Linked DNA regions of Mus musculus: region 1 is linked to region 2. Evidence: chromatin contacts called from public HiChIP or PLAC-seq data. All regions are on one chromosome and are shown on one strand. Each heading gives the region's core, a stretch centred on a gene start, on an enhancer-like site or on the middle of the called end of the contact. The rest is flanking DNA. Distances are from core to core; before and after follow the strand shown. Region 1 has its middle 15 kb from the start of Gclc. Region 2 holds the start of Lrrc1 (leucine rich repeat containing 1).

Region 1 (6,931 bases), core at 3-2,502, 190 kb after region 2:
AGGACCAAGGCCAGTGAAGTCACTGTCGAGAAAGGGGACGGGAGAGTAAGAGAGAAAGGGGCATGCACACGCAGAGAGCGATAGGAGGAGAGGAGAGGAAAGGGAGAGGGAGAGAGAGAGAGAGAGAGAGGGGGAGAGAGAGAGAGAGAGACAGAGAGAAATGTCTGGATTAGAGAGAGCCTCTCCTAGAAGGGTAGCCCAGCCTCTGGTCTTCGGAGTTCAGGGTTGGGTGAGGGTATGCCAGGTAGGAACTGAGGGATGCTGGGAGAACCTTGAGGCCAGGTCTGCTTTGGTGTGTAAAATATGCACCCCAGTCCCTTGTCCCGGAGTCCAAAACCAAACAGTGCTATTTTAGTTAGGGTTTCTATTGCAGTGAAGAGACAACCATGACCACTCTTCTAAAGGAAGACATTTAAGTGGGGCTGGCTTACAGTTACTAAGGTTTAGAATATTATCACCATGGTGAGAAGCACGGCGGCATGCAGTTAGACACAGTGCTGGAAAAGCTGAGAGTCCTTCATCTTGATCTGCCGTTGGCAGGAGACTGTGCTACAACTGGTCAGAGTTTGAGCATATATAAGACCTCAAAGCCCGCCCCACACAGTGACGCACTTCCTCCAACAAAGCAACACCTACTCCAACAAGGTTGTACTTCCTATGGCCAAGCATTCAAACACATGGATCTATGGAACTATTCCTATTTGAACCTCCATAAGTGTCCCTCTCAAGATAGAAATCAGCCCCCCTACCCTCTTTCTGTTGCTTCTATCTGGTGGGGAAGGAACCTGGAAAGGAAAGGCGAATCTTCAGTGAGTGAAGAACTTGACTAGGGACCTAAAAAGTAGCTTGTTGAATTAAAACTCATGTTCCCTTCCTTTTGCTCATAGCCAGTTTCTGGCTTTCAGCTTGGCATGGTTGCACACACCTTTAATGCCAGCATTTGGAAGGCAGAGGCAGGTGGCTCTCTGAGTTTTAGGCTGATCTGTTCTACAGCGTGAGTTCCAGGATAGCCAGGGCTACATAGAGAAACTCCAAACAAAAATTATTATTATTATTATAAAATAATAATAAATTGATTTTAAAACATTTTGGCTTTCATAGCTTGATGGTTAAGAGCATTGACTGCTCTCTCACAGGAAACAGATTCAATGCCTAGTACTCACATAGTAGCTTTTAGTTCCAAGGTGTCTGAAGCTCTCTTTTGATCCCGTGGGCACCAGGCACATACATGTGCATGGGCATGCCAGCAGTCAGGCAAAACATTCATACACAACAATTTAAAAAAAATTTTTTTTAAATTCTGCTTTCCATTATAGCCTTTCTAAAATTTCCTAGATTCAAATTCCACTCTTTTCTCTCATCCTGGTCAGGTAGTCCTAGCCCACTCAAGAGAGCATCCCTGACCAGACTTCTAAAAGTAGAAGCCCACATATAAACATCAGACAGTCTTCTGGCTCACACCCTCAGAGTTCACCTCCATGCTGACCTCAGCTTCTACCCCTTTCCTGTCTTCTCTTGAATGGAGACAGTAAAAGAGGAACCAGAAGGAACGGGCTGTTGGTGGATGTGTCAGGCTTCTCTAGAGGGAGTGAACTGACAGAGTGAATACCAAATAAAAATAGATTTCTTACGGCGGCTTCTGTGACACAGTCCGAGCAGTCTACTAATGTCTGGAAAAGCTGAGAATCCCACTGCCATGCATTTCCTGAGCCTGCATCATTAGAACCCAGCCCTGAAGGCATGTAGGACTCCTTCAGAGCCACTGGTCTTCAGTTGATACTGAAGCCTGAAGATGCTGGGTTCTGCTATCAGTGAAAGAATGTAGCAAGTAGTGTCTGCAAGAGAGTAGAACTCACCAATGACATGGAGAAACAAGCAGGGGGAAAGAGAAGTGCCTTCCTTTATCTGGCTGCCATGGGGAAGTACTGCGTGTGTTTAGGATGGGTCTTCCCTCTACAAATCACCTGATGGAGAATATCTCTTACAGACAGGCCCAGTGGCTTCTCTCTTAGAGCAGCGGTTCTCAACCCATGGGTCTCTACTCCCTTGGGATCACACATCAGATACCCTGATTTTATTTAGCCCCAAGGTCTTTCAAATGTCCTGACACGTTTGACACACTGACTTCTTCCCGTTCACTTGTGCACCACTCAGCAAATGTTAGCTGTGCCACTCAATGACACAAGCAGATCGCCACCCTCATCCCAGATGCGACTTGCATGCTTACATGGTCTCTGGTTTGAATTGCTTACTGTTTCAGTCTTACCATTCTCCTTCATCCAGTCTTTCTAAGCACAATTCTCCCCCTGGAAATAATTTTCTCTCTCCAGTCACACCCATCCCCGCAGCTCTTCCTACCAGAGCTGTCTTCCCACCACAGCCATCTCCTCAGCTCTGTCCACCTCATCCAACCCTGCAGCTCTGCCCACCACTTTTCATCCCTTCACCAAGCTTCAACGCCTCTCCTAGGATCCTTCTTTCCAGTTGTCCAGTGGAGGAAGCCACAAACTACCTCTGATCCTTGAGGTACAGGAAGTAGTTACATTTTTCATTCTTACCAAAGTGGTTTGTTAAATTTCAACTCTAAAATCAAATCTCATAGGAACAGAGGTCTACCCATTTCTCTGTTCATATATGCTATGGGCTTGATGAAGAAAATTATTCAATAATGTTCAACAAAGAAGAATAGACAGGATATTTGTCCCTTTGTTCAGGGAACATTATCGAAGCAAAGAGTGGATTTATCTTAAAGAAAATGCAAATGATTTGGTTAACCTCCTTGAGTTTTTGTACTTATTGGAGATTTGTTTGATGTTGATTTATTATGGTCAGAAAGGATACACCGAGTTATTTCAACTTTTCTAAATTTGTTAAGATTTCATGTGTGCGTGTCCCAGGATGCCTTCTATTTGAAAGAAGCTTCCATGGCTGACTAAAATCTGTATTCTTTGGTGTTTGAAATATTCTGTAGAAAACACAGAGATTCACTCCTACTGTGGCAAAAAGTTTTCCCCCACAAAAGGAGCAAGGTTTGGATTCATTGAAATTGACCTTTGGAGTTCTATTATGTCATATACTGGATATGTTACTATGATATATGGCTCTCTAATTTCACAGCAAATTGGATTTTTAAATTATACATGGTATTTACTTACTTCTTGGTCAGTAAAATCCCCAGCTTATATCCAAACTAGTGGTATCCTCTGAGAATTAAATTCTGGATGAGTCTCTTGTGGCTGGTTTAGGGAGCTGAATGTAAGCTAGCGTACTTGGAGTCAGTGGACCTAGCGCTTGGCATGATGGGAGAGGCTCAAGAGCATACCAATTGATTAGGTTTGGAGGCAAGATGAAGAACAAGCTCAGAGAGACAATAAAACCAAAGAGTAAACCATGTCAGGAGCTAGACATTCATGTATGTGTATGAAGAGGTCTCCTACTATAATGACAGATGATAGTGAGCCAGGCAGCATCAATCTAAAACGGAATAAACGATTTACATATAGGTTGAAATAAACATCTTCAAGCTGCAGCAGGAGACTTTAAACTGACCACAGATCCCAGCATCAGGGAGCGCAGACCATGAGAGGCCTGGACCTGAAAGGGAGACTCAGAGTTCAGGGACAAGACAAGCTTTGGGAAAAGATGAGGAAACTCTCGACAACGGATTCAAGTATGAGAAGAGACCATTAATAGATTCTCGGCAAAGAATTTTGGAGTGATTCTAGAGGCTGTGAGAGAAATTAGAAAGAGGGGAAAAAGACAGTGAGGTGGAACAAAAGAGAAAACTAAGAGAAAGATGAAGAGTAAGACAGGAAGCACGCTACCTTCCGTTTGGATGGTGACCGAGGCTAATGACCAAGCTGACTTGAATTAAAGTATCCTATTGACACTTTAAGACTATAGTCCCAAATTGAAGATAAGACAAGAATTACATGGATTTCTTTAAGTCAAAGCTTCCTAATATACTTCCACATGCAACTCCTTTCACCTGAGAAAAGTTTATACAGCCCCAAGCAAGTACGTAGCTAAATAAAACAGGTATGCCAAGAAAACATTCTCTGGTAATAAATCACAGAGTAGCTTATTTTTAAAAATTCTTTAGTATACATATAATTTACCACACATTAAAAACAAAAGAAAATTAGAGAACTAATGAGATGTGTAGGGTTTGGGGGGGTTTTTTGGTTTGTTTGGTTTTGGTTGTTTTGTTTTGTTTTGTTGAATATTTGATGCCGTGGGTAAACAGAAGGATCGTTGGGTAAACCAAGGCCTGAGGGGAGCTGTTTACCAGGAACCTCCCTTAATTTTCCCCAAAGCTCAACTACTTTGGGCAAGGGCATCTTCTAGCTCCCTAGTGAAAGCCGTGCTAACTGGCACCTTAGATATTCTCGCTTGCTCAGGAGTTTGCTCTTCTCTCTCTCCTGAGAGATAGCCTTGGCAGTTTGGCCCCCAATAAACCTTACTTTCTACCCATGGAGTGGTCCAGTTGGGTGGCTTCACTGTACCCTTCCTTATACACTTATACAGAGACGCTCCAGTGTTTTCAGTTGATTGATATTTTGATTTTGCGATCATTAATGCTGGGAACACCACCTCTCATAAATAAATACACAATACAAAACAATACAAAATGACAGAAGTACATTTCCAGACATTTCTGAATTGGTGGAAATCCTCTAATTCCAAACCAAAATTTGCTGAATGAATTTTTTTAAATGAAACTCAAGTCAGAAACTTTTACTTTTTTCAGTGTGTGTGTGTGTGTGTGTAAGAGAGAGAGAGAGAGAGAGAGAGGGAGAGAGAGAGAGAGAGAGAGAGAGAGAGAGATGCCATGGGCAGTCTGATGGAGGAAATTCCTCAGTTGAGGTTCCCTCTTCCCAGACATGCCAAGTTGTCAACCAAGATTACCCATCACAAATAGTAAGGAGATTTTTATGAGCGAAATAGTTGAACTTTCATTAATTAAGGCATCTTAGAAAAGAGAAATCCATAGCATTGAAAATGTAAATGAGGAAAATACCTAATAAAAAAAACTGAAAAAAAAAAAAAGAAAAAAGAAATCCCATAAAACTATCTGTTCTTTACTGTAAAAATTGGTAACTATTGCCATGGTCTATAGGTAATAGAAGGAAGATAGTTCCTGAACCTTCACAATTAAATCAAACACAAAAATGGCCACCTTTAAGGTGGCATTTACTTCTAAAGCCATTGGAGAAATTACTTGTATGTTCTAGAAATAAATTTCCAACTGCCAACCAAAATTCCACCAAGTCAACGATGCATTATCCTAGAAGCATCAATATGCACATAGTTTGGTATCTAGGTTACAAGCCCATGTTAAACATTGTTTTCTCACAGAGACCTTTCCTGAGAAATATCTTCTCCATTTAACCTCTTTTTGTTCTTTATTATAGAACTTGTCTATTGTCCTAAAACACTAAACTGATTAATTCACAAATGTCTTTAACACCAGTGTCTTGTCACCCAACAACACTGTAGGATGACAATTACCAGCCTTGTGTTTGCTCCTTTGTCTCAGCTCCCAGCACAGCGTCTGGCATAATTTCCATCAAATCTATTTATGGCTCTAAGTCTCCTTACTTTACTTCTGTCCTTTGTCATTATTATGCCAGAACACTCACTTCCCAGTAGTTGACCCCTATGCAGTGCTCATGGGTTACAAGAACTATCAGGGAGAAGTGGATGATTGACTACACACTGCAGGTGGTGAGGAGAACATGGCTCTTCCCAGAAGAAACTGGAACAGGTGAAAGGAAGAAAGGTCACTACTCAGGTGACCTCTGAGCCAAGAAAGGTCACTACTCAGGTGACCTCTGAGCCAAGAAAGGTCACTACTCAGGTGACCTCTGAGCCAAGAGCTGACTTTGCTGGAGAGCCCCAAACCCAGTGCTATTATTGTCCTGGAAACCAGGGAAACGGAGGAGCAAGGTGGCAGAGATGGAGACCTGAATTCAGAGTCTGCCATTCACTAAACAGATAAAAGTTTAAAACAACACTTACACACTCAATGGCTCCCTTGTCAAGTACAAGCTGGAGAAGCTGCTGACAGACAACCTCATGCCTGCTTTGGGAATTAAATGAGAAGGTGTTTCAGAGTCAGGACCCACTGAGGGACAGGGAGGGAACGAGGTGGTCAGTTATTTGACTGAGGGTTGTAAAGACAGACATGAAACCAGAAGAGTCAGCTTCTCCTCAGCTTATCTCGCAGAACGAGAATCTGTTAGTCCTCAAAGAGCTATTACATCTTAAGTAAGCGCAGTAGTACTTTTTGTTATTTTGCCCTGGGTTTCAATCAAGGTGATAAATGTTTTGCGGCGCTCTCATCTGCTTAACCCGAGGACTAAGAGTCTCAGAAGATAAGGACATTGCTCGTCCTGCTTCCTAGCTTTCTCCGTTTGAGCTCTTGAAGGCTGCTTGAGATAATGTGGTTCTACAAGTAAGAGAGAAAATAGTCCTGGCTCTGTGTGTGTGTCGGGGATGGGGGGCTGTTTCTTTTTTTTAATTATGATTTTTAAGAGATTTTTAAAATTAGATATTAGTCCTAGCTTTTTGAAATTATTATTTTAATCAGTAGTAGCTGCAAAGAGCTTTCTTTCATAAAGAATTTTCTCAACGCACGCTTGTGTATGCTGTGTTCTTTAAGCACAGTAGCCGTGAGACAAGACTCAGGTTTCTAGTTTTATTTGCCTGTTTGAAGCACCATCCCATTCTGTAACTCAGGTTGGCCTCAGTTTGGGGTCCTCCTGCCTCAGCCTCCGGGGTGTCAGGATTAGAGCTGCACACAACACAAGCCCAGCAGGTTGTTGCTTTCCCATTTTTTCCCCCAGAACTAAGGCTGTGAGGTAAACATATTTGTCAAAATTCTTAACACATTTACACGAATATTTTGAAAGAGAGATGAGGTAACAAG
Region 2 (6,824 bases), core at 2,577-5,076:
GAAGCATGACTAACTGGCTCTGAATAGGGATGGCAGCCCCTTGCCAGAGCAAGCTACAGGGGCTAAAACTGAAGTCATATTCATGGCAAAAGTTCACAGAGTACAAGAATTACTTCAAAGGTGGCCAAGTGCCTTCTAGCATCTTCCAAGGAAAGACAAGTTACTAGTTACTACAGACTTGTAAGTCGGGTCACAGGAAGGGAAATCCGATGACCAAGAAGATAGGCAGTCTTCTGAACATGAGGACTCGCTCATTGCTGCTAGGTTCTTTGGTTGCAGGGACTAGCACTTGAGGGCCTACGATGTACCACACAGTGGCCTAGGTTCAGCCATGAACGCCCCTGCCCTTGTGGAGGTAACGATTTAGTTGGGTAGACAGGCAAGGAACATGTAAGCATGTTTGAGCCTAGGTCATAAGTACCCTAGAACTAGAAAACAACTAATTCAGGATCTGAGAAAGAATGAGGGGTGGGGGGACTGGTGTTTGAAATACTTCCATCGGACAATCAACAGGTTAGCTAAAGGCCAAGAGGAGATGACAGAAAATTCTAGAAAAGTAACTGTCTTGAGCAAGACCTCCTGGGCACGGGGCTGGGGCTCCCGTGCTTACAGGGGAGAACAGAGGCGGGCAGGCACTTCAAGGAGGTAAGAGTGAGATTGTTAGTGCAGACAACAGAAGAATCTAGTGAAGGGACAGCTGAAGCCAGATGAATCTAGCAGCAGTCAGACAGAATGACTGTCACCCAACCAAAGGCAAGCTCAAGACAAGGATCCTGACCTGCACTGCGGAGAAGCCACCACAATGCTCGACTGCTCCTGGGTCGTACATTAGGTAAGTTATTACCAACATGTCTGTGGCTGGCGGGCCACCTCATACTCACATCAGTATTTAAGTCATGTCTCCCCACAAGACTGGGAACAGCTCATAAGAATCACAGCTTCTTTAATCTCTATATTCCTAATAACTAGTAAGGAATGGTACCGCAATAAATGTTTAACAAGGCCAAGTTTAAGTCACATGACTCAAAAAAAGGAGGGACTAAACAGCTCAGGTTTCATGGGTGTGAGAAGCAGACAGGCCAGACTCATCCTATGTGTTCAGTGTGACTGCAGTTGTCTGACACTTCAATACATGGAGGTAGCCAAACACTGCATCTAACAAAGTGCAGAGCCCTGAGGAAAAATCACTGCAATTCTGTGTCTCAATTTGTAAATGAAAATGCTGGAGCAAATGAGAGGTGGCAGACCCTTCAGTGGAGTGTAGGTATCTATCATTATCCCAAAGCCTGTTGCCCAGGTAGAGTGTATACCTACCTTTCGGATGTGCTCCCAAATTACAGGCAATGAACCAGACAGCGGTCATCGCCAGCACACCAAGAACCTTTGAAGCCTTCCAGCAAGAGGGGTGAGATGGTGGTGAGCAGACAGGCGCTTGGAGTTAGAAGCCAGACGCACCAGGGAGCGATAGCCATGAGTTACGAGTTCTCCAACATGAACAATGGCTAGCCCAAGGAAAGGCTGAGGAAACAGACAGACTTTCAAGGTAGCTGCTGTTCCTGTCTGGCATGTACAAACCCAACAGTCTGGGTGAGATGAGACAGAGAGGAATCCATTTTACAGGACCTTGATTTAAGGCTATTAGAGCAATACTTAGCAATAAGGAAGGCCATCACCCATTGGTTTCGAAATGTTTATTTAGAGTATTTACAGAATGCCATCAGACCTAATTTTGAGTCTCTGAGTTATCATGTACCATCTGCAGAAATACCTGACACTTCCAAAACTCTGAGTCTCTACGCCAAGCAAAAAAAAAACAAAAACTCCAGCATTAGAGGAAATCTAACAAACTCCAAAAAGGAGTGAAAAGCCAATCCAACCCAAAGAAATCGTCCAATTCCACAATAAACACAAAGTCTACAGAAAGCACTGCAAAGTTTATAGTCAAGAGCTTTTTACTAAGTCTTTTAGTAACTTTATTTCAAATCCCTTGCAAAGCATTAGGCAACATTTGCTACATTTCAAAAATTATACAACTTAAAGCAATGAGCTTCCCACTTAAGTAAAACACAGCGAAGCTTAAAAACCAGATCATGTGTTTGAAAATGCCTGCAAAATAATACATGCCTGAGGGATCTGGGTGGTTTTCCTACTGAATTAAATTAAGGGCTGGGAGGGGTGCTCTGCAGAGATCCGAGTGAGGGTAATCTTTGTGATTACACAGAGGAGGCCATGGGAACCAAGAAAAGTTAATTCAAGACGAACTTCACTCGAGATGTTGAGAGAAACACACTTGTGATTTTCTAAACTCTGTCAGCACTGGCGATCGTTATCAGTCCGTGTTCCAACAAACCAGACATCTGATCAGAGTTTCTTTGAAAATGGCAGGACATCATCAGCGGTAACAAAGGACAAACAAGGTACTTGCATTCCGAGGCTCGGGCCTTTAGGCTCTCTCCGGGCCTCCCAGCGGACTTCCATTTCCTGCACCTCTGGATTGCCACTGGCTTACTTCCTCCTTACACCTGGGTAAAGGATGCGTCCTCCTTAACAGTTAAAGCTAGAATCCCGAGGCAAATTCAAGGGTTAAAAGTTCAGCGTCTAACCCCAGCAGGGCCTAGAAGCACAATCAGTATCTGTCACAGGCCAAGTTCGGTGCGGCAGATGATTAATTTTCATAAACAACTCTGAAAAGATATGGCATTAGTGATAGGACAGACCCAAGCAAGCTCTGTGGTGGCGGAAAGGCAGCAAGCAGGGCTGACTCGCAGCGGGAGCCACTACACACGTTCATCGCAGTTCCAACCACGCAACAGGTCCACGCACGCAGTGCACCAGCGGCGGGAACCTGGGCACCTGCAGCAGTTCTCCTCCTGCCCAGCACCCCAATGCGGCCACGGGGCTACCGAAGCGGACCAAGCGCCATCTCTCCAGGGCATAGCCCACAGAGATAAGGCCCGGAGCACATTCCTTACAGATGCCAAGATATACTAAAGCTTACTTTCGCGCTGCTGGGTCCCCACATCCTCTGGGACCTGCGTTAGCCCAAAATGAGGAGCTCCAAGCCACTAGCTGGAGAATTGGCTGCTAGCCGATCGCCCCGGGGCGTGATGGGGCGCATGGTCGCCCCCAGCTGGGAACAGTGTGAGCTACCTGGCTTCTCACCTAACCGGCATTAGTTCCCAGACGTGGATCTAAGCCACTTAGTGGACCAGAACGTTTCTCCACTAGCCATGTAACTACTTGTTAAATACCAAGTCTTTCGGTATAAATGAAAAACAACTTTTATTGGAGGATGGGTTTAATCGGGAAGCAGGGGAGGGGGGCACAGGGAGGGCTGAGGGCAGTAGTGGGACCCCGCTGGCCAGAGTCTCCCAGAGCGAAGCAGTCAGCGGAGGAGCGCACGGACCCGGCCACCGCGCCAGGTGAGGCGGGCACTCACCTCGGGGAGCTCCCGGAGCTGGTTGGCGTCCAGCAGCAGCTCCTCCAGGCTGCGGGCATAGCGGTAGATCTCCTCGGGGACGTAGACCAGCGAGCAGTGGCGCTTGTCGATGGCCTCCACATGACGGTTGCACCGCCACAGGGGAATGCAGTGGAACATCGCCGCCTCCACCACCAGAGCCGTGTCCCGCCGAGCCGCGGAGCCCGGGGCTCGGAGCCCGCTCCGCCCGGCCGCCCCGCTGCTCCCCGCCCGCCGCCCGCTCCAAGCTCGTTGCTGGCTCCAAGCTCGCTCGCGCCTCGCAAGGACTCCACCGTCCCGAACGTTCTGAGGAAGCCGCGGGAACCCTCGCCGCGTCCCGCGCCTTCGCCACAGTCGCGAGCGTCCCCTCCCACCGCCCCCTCCGCCGCGCTCCGCTTCCTACTCGCGGCCGCCGCGCACTGGGCATGCGCACTCGGCGGCACGCAGAGGGCGTGTCCCGGCCGGGGATGCTCCGCTCCGGGTTTTCCTGGAGACCCGGCTCCCGGGAGGGTCGGGAGACGGTGCTCCTGCGGTCCTCTCCTCCGCGGGGAGTCGCACAGTGTGCGATTCTGGAGGGAGCCGCGCCCCAAAAAGCTCCTAAGGAGGGCAGGGACCGAAGGCCAGAAGGAGCAGAACAACTTCGGAGTTTTCATTTTACTCACCGTGCTTTTTTTTTTCTTGCTCCCCTTCCCCAAAACAACTTTCTCTTCCGGGGTCAGGAAGTACCGCCCCGCCGAGTACCTTGAGCGCGGGGTAATGAAGGAGTCGGTTCTGGCTTTCCGACACCCCCTCCTCCTAACCCCCGTTTGTGCCCTGTGTCTGCGCACACTCGCTGGCAGGCCCTACGACCTGAGAGCATCTTTGGTGAGCAGGACTTATCTGAGATGTACGTGTCACCAACTTCCTGGTGCCAACAAAAGCATGGATGTCCGTCTTCAAAAATCTTCTAAAAGATGCTCCGAGAAGAAAGGAGATGGCAAAGGTGCGCTTCAGCATTAGCTCCACCTTAGCCAGATGTGCTTTGGGGGCTAACCTGGGCTGAGGTACAGAAAGCACTGGTGCAGGAAGGCAGATGAACCTCCAATAGCTGGCTCCTGTATTTCTTCAACAGCACCCTGCGTCTTACAAAGGGGAGATTGCAACCCACGCTGTAGTTTGGGGCGGGGAGCCCCAAATTTCTTCCTTTGCTCCTCAGAGGTTCCCGTTACCACAGCCAGACATTTGAACCCCTTTTCTTCTGTTTTCAGAGTCAACGATACAAACTAACCAAACTCACTCCACATGAACAGTTGATGACTCCGTTTTAGGCCAAATACAATAGCTAATAGACTGTTTTAAGAGTCTTCTCTGACTCCCCACCCAGCAAAGGAAGCCTTATGCTCCCTCAGCTCAAATCTGGAGTCACCAACATCACAATATGCAGAAGATTGAAAATTGAGCTTGCTTAGTAACCAAGGCAGAGTTTGCTCTGAAACTTTTTTTCATTGTCTCTTCAGTATTTTTAACTGCACAGGGCACTTGCCCAGGGGGAGAGGGGGAGAGATACATAAAGGTTTCGTCTCTATCAGGAGGATCTCTTGTCTTGATTGATGAAGGAGGAAATTTGACCTGTTTTTACCTCAGGATTATCACCTAGACTTGATGGTTACAGCCAGTACCTAATTCCTGCCACTATGCTGACTTCACTTTTTAACCTGACTTGGTGCCTGCATTCTTGAGGCGGACTTTGAGCCTCCACTCCTCCTTCATTCTTGCATTCCAGAAGTGTGTATAAAGCCCATGTCCTGCCACCTCCCATGAAAAACTCTGATTCCTGATTGAGACATCCAAGAAGATACGTCACTAACTTTGTGGGTTTTCCAGCTGGTTTTTTTTTTTTTAAGTTATAGAAAGCTGAGCTACTCAGTTTAATGTTGTTGTATTTTGTTTTGTTTTGTTTTTCAGAAATACACTAGGTTGTTTTAATAAATGATTAGTATGTTTTTAACATATGTCTGGTCTTTTAAGGATTCCAACCTGAATAAGCATTCCTTATTCTTCTCTGTGTTGTGATCGTGTTTCTTCTTATGTCTAAAAACATTGTGGTTTCTGAACAGCTTACCTGCTTTGCAGATCCTGAAAACTACCGAAATCCACATGACTTAACTATCAGATTTGAATCCCGGCTACTCTGTGTTCTAGTTAGTTTCCTACTGGTGGGATAAATACCATGACAAAAAGCATCCTGGAGAGGAAAGGATTTGTTTGGCGTACATTTCCAGATCACAGACCATCCTTCAGGGAAGCCAAAGCAGGAATTCAAGCAGGATGGGAACCTGGAGGCAAGAACTGAAGCAAAGGTCATAGAGGAATACTGTTTACTGGCTCGTTCAACTTCTTTATAGCACCTAGGACTAGTCTATGGGAGGTACCAACCACAGTGAGCTGTGCCCTTCCAATTAATCTTTAATCAAGAAATTGCTTTACACACTTGCCTGTATGTCCATCTGATGGAGACATCTTCTCAATTGAGATTCACTCCTCCTAATTGACCCTACCCTGTGTCAAGTTAACAACTAACCTCCACTGGGAGATGAGGGATTATTTGGCTTGAATGTCAGGATCACAATCTTACCCTTGGGGTAAGCGAGGGCAGGAACTCAAAGTAGGAACTGAAGAAGAGATGATGGGGGAGGCGGGGGAGTCTTGCTTATTGACTTTCTTTCTGTGCTTTAGTGAGCATGCTTTCTTATATAACTCAGAACCAACTCCCCACTGGGGGCACATAATTCAGGAGTGTTTGCTACATAACAGCAGATAATAAATGTAGACATGATTCACCAGACACATGCTAGATACAGAAATGCAACAAAGAAAACATACCCCTTCCCCTGAGAGAATGAAAAACGTGCAATTAATGGTTTGTTATTTTATTTCCTGACTTTTATTTGTAGAATGGTATAAACATTACATTTTTAAACTACAAATCCAAAGTGGCATCCAGTAAGCTGGAAATGACTGGGAATTCAGAAGTGCAGACATGTAAATTTTAAAATGAGCACAAGAAACCACTATCTAGCCACTGGAGTGTAAAACAAACCAACAAACCAAAACAAACCACTCAGGATCCTAAGTGTTAGTGAAGATACAGTGCAACAAGCACTCAAGCACTGCTGGCAAGAAAGTAAACTGTTGAAAGCAGTATTTAAAACAATTTGAAGATTCTTTGTGTCTGCTGTAATGATCCATCCATGATGTAAGTTATTTATCAATATCCATCATAATTTGGTTAATATTAGTCAAAACTTTGAAACAACTAAATATTCACCAACAGATTAAAAGTGTAGCCTGTAGAAACAATGGTATAGAACTCAACAATAGAAGAAAA

The links. HiChIP or PLAC-seq counts read pairs in DNA pulled down with a chosen protein or histone mark.
Region 1: an H3K4me3 HiChIP or PLAC-seq map of bone marrow-derived macrophages shows a contact between it and region 2, with 2.9 times the contacts expected there. The contact joins the enhancer-like site here to the promoter of Lrrc1 in region 2. A contact is called at or near these places in 1 of 39 promoter capture datasets (hippocampal neurons), 9 of 484 Hi-C or Micro-C datasets (the 63-12 cell line, B cells, the Ba/F3 cell line and 5 more), 5 of 115 datasets of contacts at active chromatin or transcription factors (bone marrow-derived macrophages, embryonic stem cells, epiblast stem cells and 1 more) and 1 of 9 other capture datasets (liver).

Annotation. Positions count from the first base shown.
Region 1 is chr9:77,735,974-77,742,904 of GRCm38.p6, forward strand. No RefSeq gene overlaps it. Among named protein-coding and RNA genes, the nearest start is that of Gclc, 15 kb to the right of the region's middle. Within about 2 kb of position 1,253, at least 52 of the 459 cell types and tissues checked have an H3K27ac peak or open chromatin away from gene starts, as enhancers often do. A contact at or near this core is called in the 63-12 cell line and bone marrow-derived macrophages, where this site is marked.
Region 2 is chr9:77,541,026-77,547,849 of GRCm38.p6, forward strand. Lrrc1 (leucine rich repeat containing 1) reads right to left here and starts at 3,827. Exons shown (of 14, transcript NM_001146048.1): 1 at 3,440-3,827. The coding sequence starts at 3,598.